Regions from separate parts of the Hordeum vulgare genome. Here region 2 is linked to region 1. The links are chromatin contacts, called in public Hi-C maps. All regions are on one chromosome and are shown on one strand. The core of a region is the stretch at or near the end of the contact, and the rest is flanking DNA. Distances in the headings are between cores, read along the strand shown.

Region 1 (3,789 bases), core at 555-3,054:
TACTTCTTGAGAAATAAACTACTTTGATAATTTCGTCTTGCATGCATGCATACTCTTGGCCAATTATTTTTTTTGATTGTCTTATTTGATTGTATTTTGCCTTTCATTTTTTTTCTTTCCTTTAAAAGTCCGCCCCTGGTAACTTCAAATCCTGGATCCGCCCCTCGTAACTTCAAATCCTGGATCCGCCACTGGTCTGACTATAGTCTTCACTATTCATCCCTAACCTCCGGATGTTTGGAACCCGCCGACTGAAAAACTTTGGTCAATTTTTGTGCCGCTGACCAGATTCAAAACATGCATCATGGGCTATCAGAATGAGCCAAGGGTCACATAGAACACGAAACTCTCAAGCCATGGATCAGAATCCATCGCTAGACGACGCCGTTTAACCATGGCTCGACTCTCCCTCCCGCTCTATGCGTTGGACCCACCGCACTATTTGCTCACATATTCTCCCTGGTTCACTTTTTTTCCAACGCACCAGTACTGCGACTAGTGGTCCCATTCTCAAATCCCAAGACGGCATCGAACGAGTATGATATCAGGTGTTTTTCGGCTTGGGCACTAAAACACCCCTTTCCTTGTTGTTGTTTTTTGCGGAAGCCCTTTTCTTGTTGTTACCTTGTTTCATAAAATGGTTGTATACATCATTTGATGCAGAGGCCAAAGAGAATTCTTTTTTTAGTATATTTAGGGATATATCTACTTACTTACGATAAAATACAAAATAACACACTGGACATCATCTTTGGCTTATCGTATGGTTAGATAATGCGCATGCTTATGTCGGCCTATTCAAAGATCTGTGCCTTCTGGATAATATGCATGGTCTGTCCCTGTAGTTGCATATAGCAAAAAAATTGCTCGACGGAACTAATGACACGACACACAAACGTGCGTGGCTAAACAAATGTCGAACTTTGGCGCGTTGCGTGCACAATATTGCTCTAGACAAGCAGTCAGTGATCACTCACATTTCACAGCGCACGTACCTACTGGACAAGACAGCGTTTGTTAGCGATATTTAGTTGGCCTCTGGCTGATTGGCTCTTCGATGATCAGCTAGCCAAATACACACAGGGCAGACTACCAGGTATGGACAGTAAAGTGCGCGGGGGTTGGCCAACCAAAAATTTGCGCGCTGTCGCTACCAATTTTATTCAGAAGTTATGGGTCTCTAATCGATTTAGGAAAGAATGCCGTACCGAGTTGGCCTTGCCATCATCACTGCTTGCCATCCAATTGAGTTGTGAGAACAAAGAAGACAGAAGAGCAATACACCACCCACATCACTGTTTCTCCCTGTTGCTCTACTTTTATTTACCCATTACGTGATTCATAGAAGGGACACCCCAACATCGCTTTCCATTACACAATTCTAAGTTGACCAGTGAGCAATTGTAATAGACGTGTAACTCGTTAGAGCATCTACAACTGAATTTAACAAATATGATCGCTATACGTTCGCGGACGTGTCCATTTAGTGATTGGACATGTTCGTTTTGAGCCTTTACTTTTTCATCTACGCAGTCGTATTTTTTATTTTTATTTTCTTATGTCCGATCACTTGCACATTATTGTTAAAGAAGAACGGAAAAAAATAAATAAATAAAAGAAAAAATGATCCAAAGTGGTGACATGTCTAATGTGACGGACTAACCAAACATGCGCAGCCGCATCCATAACCTTCATATCGCTTTCATATTTAAAATGAATATGACATGTACCAGACAGTTGGACGTTTAGAACAGATAAGAGAAACCCTGTTAGGTCGTATTTTTGTGACGTGTGAACGTTTGCTACGAGCAGCATGCAGCCGGGGGTAGGTAAGAATGATATTTGTCTTGGTTCCATCTGCCACCCAAGGTGCATCCATGCTCTTCCTTTCCTTTTCACCACATGGGTGTCTACCATCGTCTAGATAACTAGCACTCCCTCCGTTTTAAAATATAAGTCTTTTTAAAGATTTCATTAGTGGAATACATACGGATGTATATAGATATACTTTAAAATTTATATTCACTCATTTTGCTTCGTATGTAGACGTTTAGTAAAATCTCTTAAAAGACTTATATTTAGGAACGGAGGGAGTATTACTTACGTGGACGGAGGAAACAGCAACTGCAGGCCCGCAACTCTTTGTGACCGCAAATCCCCTAGGCCGGTGCGGTAGCGACTCATGGAGACGACACCGGTGCGGTAGCGCTTCATGGAGATGATACATTGGGAGCGAAGCGAATTCCAATTCCAACACACACACGAGCACGCCTAGTTTCCTCGAGCCCCCTCCCCGCGCCGCTGGCCATTCCCACTAGCGAAAATATAACATTGGTTCTCGTTAAATAAAAGGAACAACCTCGGTTGTGTATTAATCAAGATTAATGAAAACATCAGTTCTGATTCGAACGGTCAAAACGCCGGCCGAACTTCAACAGGCATCAGTCCGTATTTGGTTGAGACCTTTAGAAGTGATTCCACACATTGCCGGGACTAAAGAGCCTCTCTCCTCGTGCAACCCCTTTAGTCCCGGTTGGTGTCTTTAACCAAGACTAATGATGTGTCTTCAGTTTTGATTTGGAACACCAATCGAGACTAAAAAGATTTCTATATATATGTCCAACCTACGTGGTCTTCTTTGTTTTTTGGTCCTAATTATGTGGTGGGAGGTGTGTGTTGTGCTCTGTTCTCATTTTCTATGCACATGAGGTGTTCGATGATATGCCCAAACCACACTTAATCTTTCTCCTGTGTTCTTCCTTCAAGCTTCATTTTTTTTAAGATTTGTCTAGGTTTGGCGGTGCATCAACTATCGAAGTGTTCTAAAAAGGTGTGACGTCCTTGATTTGACCGTACGTTAATCATACACGCAGTGCGTACAACCAAGATTAAGGACTTATGGGAAGATATCACAACACAAATAAAAACATACAAGCTTCATACTACAAGCCAGAGGCCTCGATGGCTTGAATACAGAATCTCGAGAAACACACGAGTCACCGGAAACAACAAAAATGTAAGTACAGACATAAAACATGACAATGCCTTAGATAAGGCTAGCACACAAGATACATCGATCGGACGAGGTGAGGCCTCCTGCCTGGGAACCTCCTAAACTAATCATGGTCGTCAGCGGCCTCCACGTAGCAGTCGACACCATTAGGGCAGTACGTCATCGGCGGGGTACGCCATCTCCTGGACTCCATCATCTGGTCACAGCAATCGTATCAAGGGGAAAAGGGGGAGCAAAACAACGGTGCGTACTTATCCAAAGTACTCACAAGACTGACATTAGAATTATGCTAAGTATACATCAGTATCAAAGGGACGAGGGTTATAGGTGGACTCACTGCAGCAATGCGAGAAATAAAGAGAGGGGACTAATCCTATTGAAGTATAACATCTTTAGCGTCTTGCAGCCATAGACGAGAGTGGAGCAAGTAACACAATTATATAGTCATATTGTTGCAGCAAATTTAATTAAGGACACGTCCGGAGATTCTTCCTCGACTCCCTGCGAGAAAGCAATCCGAGAGCAAACATTCCAGTTAAGTAACGGTTCAAGTTGTATAAGAACAGGGCACAACTCCAAGTCGTCCCGTAACCGTGGACACGGTTATTTGAATAGTTAATTTTCATCCCTGCAGGGGTGCACCACAGTATCCAACACGCTTAAACTCTGTCCGGACACACTTTTCTAAGTCATGCCCGGCCTCGGAACATGAACACGTCGCAGCCCTACGTAGGATCAACAAAGAGGCCCGCCCGCCAGTCTAAATCCTAAGTGCG
Region 2 (3,789 bases), core at 393-2,892, 340 kb after region 1:
AAGGGACTGTGAAAGAGAGAGAGAAGAACATGTGAATCCCGCCAATGGCGAGGAGGGTCCCGAAAGCGAGTGAGAGGAACAGGAGGGAGAGAGAGAGGAGGCTGACTGCACCATTTTCTCTTCTCTCTCCTTTGTACTTACCCAGTCATCGGGATTCTTGTCCAAGCCAGAGAAGAGCAGATGTTGTTTGAGGCACCTATGGCTATGCTCCATCTTGTTCACCAGCTAGTGTTGGACAAGGGGAGATAAAAGCCACGACATTCTGCCCCTACCAAGGCATCTGTGCTCCAACGCAGGGAGGAAGGAGGGGGCCGACGGGACGGGGAGGAGAGGAGGCGGCTAAGGCGGGCGGGGAGAGGGGGCAACAGTGTTGGGGAGGATGGAGCAGGGAGGAGATGAGTCGAAGGGGGCGCGGGGCTCGAAACGAGAAGGATTGACGGCTAGGGTTTGACCATCTTGCTTATTCTGTCGATCGAGCATGGGGCGCGCACGGAGAGGATTGGTGAATCCCTCGCGGACATGGGAAAGACACACCCAGCCAATGAGCATGCGAGACGACCCCACCCGTCATTGGCTAGTGAAAATGGCCGCTAGGTGAAAATTTGATTTGACGAGGGAGTGAAAGATCTCACGGCCCAAATGCGTCTGATGAAAGATCGACACCGAGAAGTAGACCAAATTAAGGGAGCTTCATGGAGCCAAGTTGGCTAGCAATCTTATAGGTTAGAATAAGACGTGAGCTAGTTGAACCTGTTTTCAGGAAAACCTGATGCGGGGAAAACAATTTTGAGCCAGAAATACGTCAAAACAGGTAAAAGAAGACATATGTTTGAAGGTTGAATGAAGGAAAGAATGAAATCAGAACTAAATGTAGGAGAGGATATAAACGGGTTATATATAGGTGCATAGGTGCAAACAAACCTATGTGAACTTTTCTCCAAAACAGACCTACGTGGATGTTCAAATAGTGTGAAAGTCATATTCTGATCCAAAACTCAAATGCATCATGATGAGCAGTAAAATGAAAAACAATAGTAGAACAATTCAAACAATTCTGATTTTGTTTGTGATAAACTTTGAAGAATGTTTTGTATGCCCCATAAATTTCTGCAGAAAATGACATTCCTGAAAGTCATGGCAAAAACAAAGTACTCTAAAATATATCCAGAGCATCGTTATTTTCACGACTTTCATGAATGTTATTTTGTGCTGAAATTTTGCAAGCATATAAAGCATTTGTTAAAGTTCATCATAAAAAATCAGAATTTTTTAAATTGTGTTACTATTTTTACGATTTTACTGTTTATTAGTGTAGCAGATACGTCACATCCCAATTAGTGACCCTATATGGATATAATCATGTATGGCCTCACTAGCCGCGCGTGGACGTAATTTTTAATTTGAAAATGACAACTTGCGAACATTGAATACACACGCACCAACTCTGGATCAAGACTCACTTGAGAAGAACAGACTGTGCAAAAAAGAAAAACGTGGGGCGAACGGTCCATTCGACGCTGCATGGGTCACATCGTTCCTCGATGGCATGAGAGGGACTTGGGCGTAGTTAAACAAGCGAGAACCAAGCCGGCCATGAGCTTGACCTGGCAAGCTCTTGCTTAGCTATTTAATGCCTGCCTTGGCTAACAGCGGTAGTCATTCACTCGCATTCCATCAACCGTACTCTAGACATTAGCGGTACGTGTTACAAGTTACAAGGTCGACTAGCAAAGTGTCAAGAGCAATGACGGAACGTAGCAGGGCCTTTACATTTTCCCTCCTGGTGCTCTTCCTCGGCCTCGCCGTATCCAGCCCGCCGCCGGAGCCGGTGGAGTGCGCCCGCGGCACGTCCGACTGCACCGTCACCAACGTGTACGGCTCCTTCCCGGACCGCACCATCTGCCGCGCGGCCAACGCCACGTTCCCCCGCACCGAGAAGGAGCTCGTGGCCGCCGTGGCTGCCGCCGCCGCGTCCAAACGCAAGGTTAAGGTGGCCACCAGGCACTCCCACAGCTTCACCAAGCTGGCCTGCCCCGGGGGCCGCGACGGCACGATCATCAGCACGGAGCGGCTCAACAAGACGGTGAGCGTCGACGCTGCCAAGGGGCTGATGACGGTGGAGAGCGGCATGGTGCTCAAGGACCTGATCCAGGCGGCCGCCGCGGCGGGGCTCGCGCTGCCGCACTCGCCCTACTGGTACGGACTCACCATCGGGGGCCTCCTCGCAACGGGTGCCCACGGCAGCTCGCTGCGGGGCAAGGGCAGCGCCGTGCATGAGTACGTAGTAGGGATGAGGATCGTAACGCCTGCACCGGCCAGCCAGGGATTTGCCGTGGTCAGGGAGCTCAGCATCGGGGACCCTGACCTCGACGCGGTCAAGGTCTCCCTCGGCGTCCTCGGCGTCGTGTCCCAGGTACAACCTACGCGGCTTCGTACAAATGCAAGAAGAAAATTCATTCTTTTGTGCATGCATATATGCCCTCAAATCTACTCCCTCCATTCCAAAACATATGATCTTTTAGGAATTTCACTAAAAGACTACATACAATGCAAAATGAGTGAATCTATACTTTAAAATATGTCTATGTACATCCGTATGTAGTTTATAATACAATCTCTAAAAGGTCTTATATTTAGGAACGGAGGGAGTACCACATGAGCGCAACCTCAAAAAAGAAAGTCCTGAAATCTTTTGGCTGCGCCGAGTATATGTACGTACTTGGCTACTTGCTGGTGTGCATCCATGCATGCATGGTTCTTAACGAGTACTCTTCTACTAATTGCTTTGGAGTGAAAGATAAATTTAGGTTCGTAGGCTAACTACTCTTCATGCATGTCCATGGAATGAAAACTAAGTACGATTAATAAACCAGCACGAGCAAGGTAGTTTATGGGTTCGGGAGGCTTGATCTTCCTTTTTCTCTACGGATGAATGAATGAATAAAAGGGCTAATTTATAGTATATGGGTGTGCATGCATGTGTCATGTGTGCAGGTTACGCTAGCCTTGCAGCCGATGTTCAAGCGGTCGGTGACGTTTGAGAAGCGCGACGACACAGACTTCGCGTCGCAGGCGGCCATGTGGGGCGGGCTGTACGAGTTCGGTGACATGGCGTGGCTCCCGCGACAAGGCAAGGTGATCTACCGCAAGGACGATCGCGTACCCGTCTCCACCAAGGGCAACGGCCTCAACGACTATCTCGGCTTTCGCTCCAACCCGACGCTCGCGCTCATCACCGCCAGAGCCACGGAGGAGCACCTGCAGAAGGACGGCAGCAACATCGCCAGGTGTCTTGCGGCGCGGGCGCCATCCGTGCTTTTCGAGCTGCAGGCCTACGGCTTCACCAACGACGGCTCATTCTTCACGGGGTGGCCCGTGGTGGGGTTCCAGAACCGCATCCAGGCATCCGGGACCTGCATCAGCAGCCCGGAGGACGGGCTCCTATCCTCCTGCACGTGGGACCCGCGCATCCGGAGCCCCTTCTTCTACAACTCCGGCTTCAGCGTGGCGCTCTCCAAGGCGCCGGCCTTCATCGCTGAGATGCAGAAGCTCCGCGACCTCAAGCCGCGCGCCTTCTGCGGCCTCGACGCCAAGCTCGGCGTGCTCCTCCGCTACGTCAGAGCCTCTTCCGCTTACCTCGGGAAATCCGAGGACTCGATCGACTTCGACGTCACCTACTACCGGAGCTACACTGAAGGTGAGCCGCGCGCGGATTCCGACGTGGTCGACGAGATCGAGCAGCTGGCGCTGCGCAAGTATGGCGCCGTCCCACACTGGGGCAAGAACCGT

What was found. Hi-C and Micro-C count contacts between places; a contact is called where the count stands out from the background.
Region 2: a Hi-C map of leaf shows a contact between it and region 1, with 9 times the contacts expected there. The contact joins the promoter of LOC123412406 here to the enhancer-like site in region 1. A contact is called at or near these places in 3 of 6 Hi-C or Micro-C datasets (leaf and seedling).

The regions. Positions count from the first base shown.
Region 1 is chr7H:426,404,782-426,408,570 of MorexV3_pseudomolecules_assembly, forward strand. No RefSeq gene overlaps it. Among protein-coding and RNA genes, the nearest start is that of LOC123409668, 290 kb to the left of the region's middle. Within about 2 kb of position 1,805, at least 2 of the 3 cell types and tissues checked have open chromatin away from gene starts, as enhancers often do. A contact at or near this core is called in leaf, where this site is marked.
Region 2 is chr7H:426,747,031-426,750,819 of MorexV3_pseudomolecules_assembly, forward strand. It overlaps LOC123412406 (L-gulonolactone oxidase 2-like), which reads left to right and starts at 1,643. Exons shown (of 2, transcript XM_045105347.1): 1 at 1,643-2,413; 2 at 2,995-3,789. The coding sequence starts at 1,745.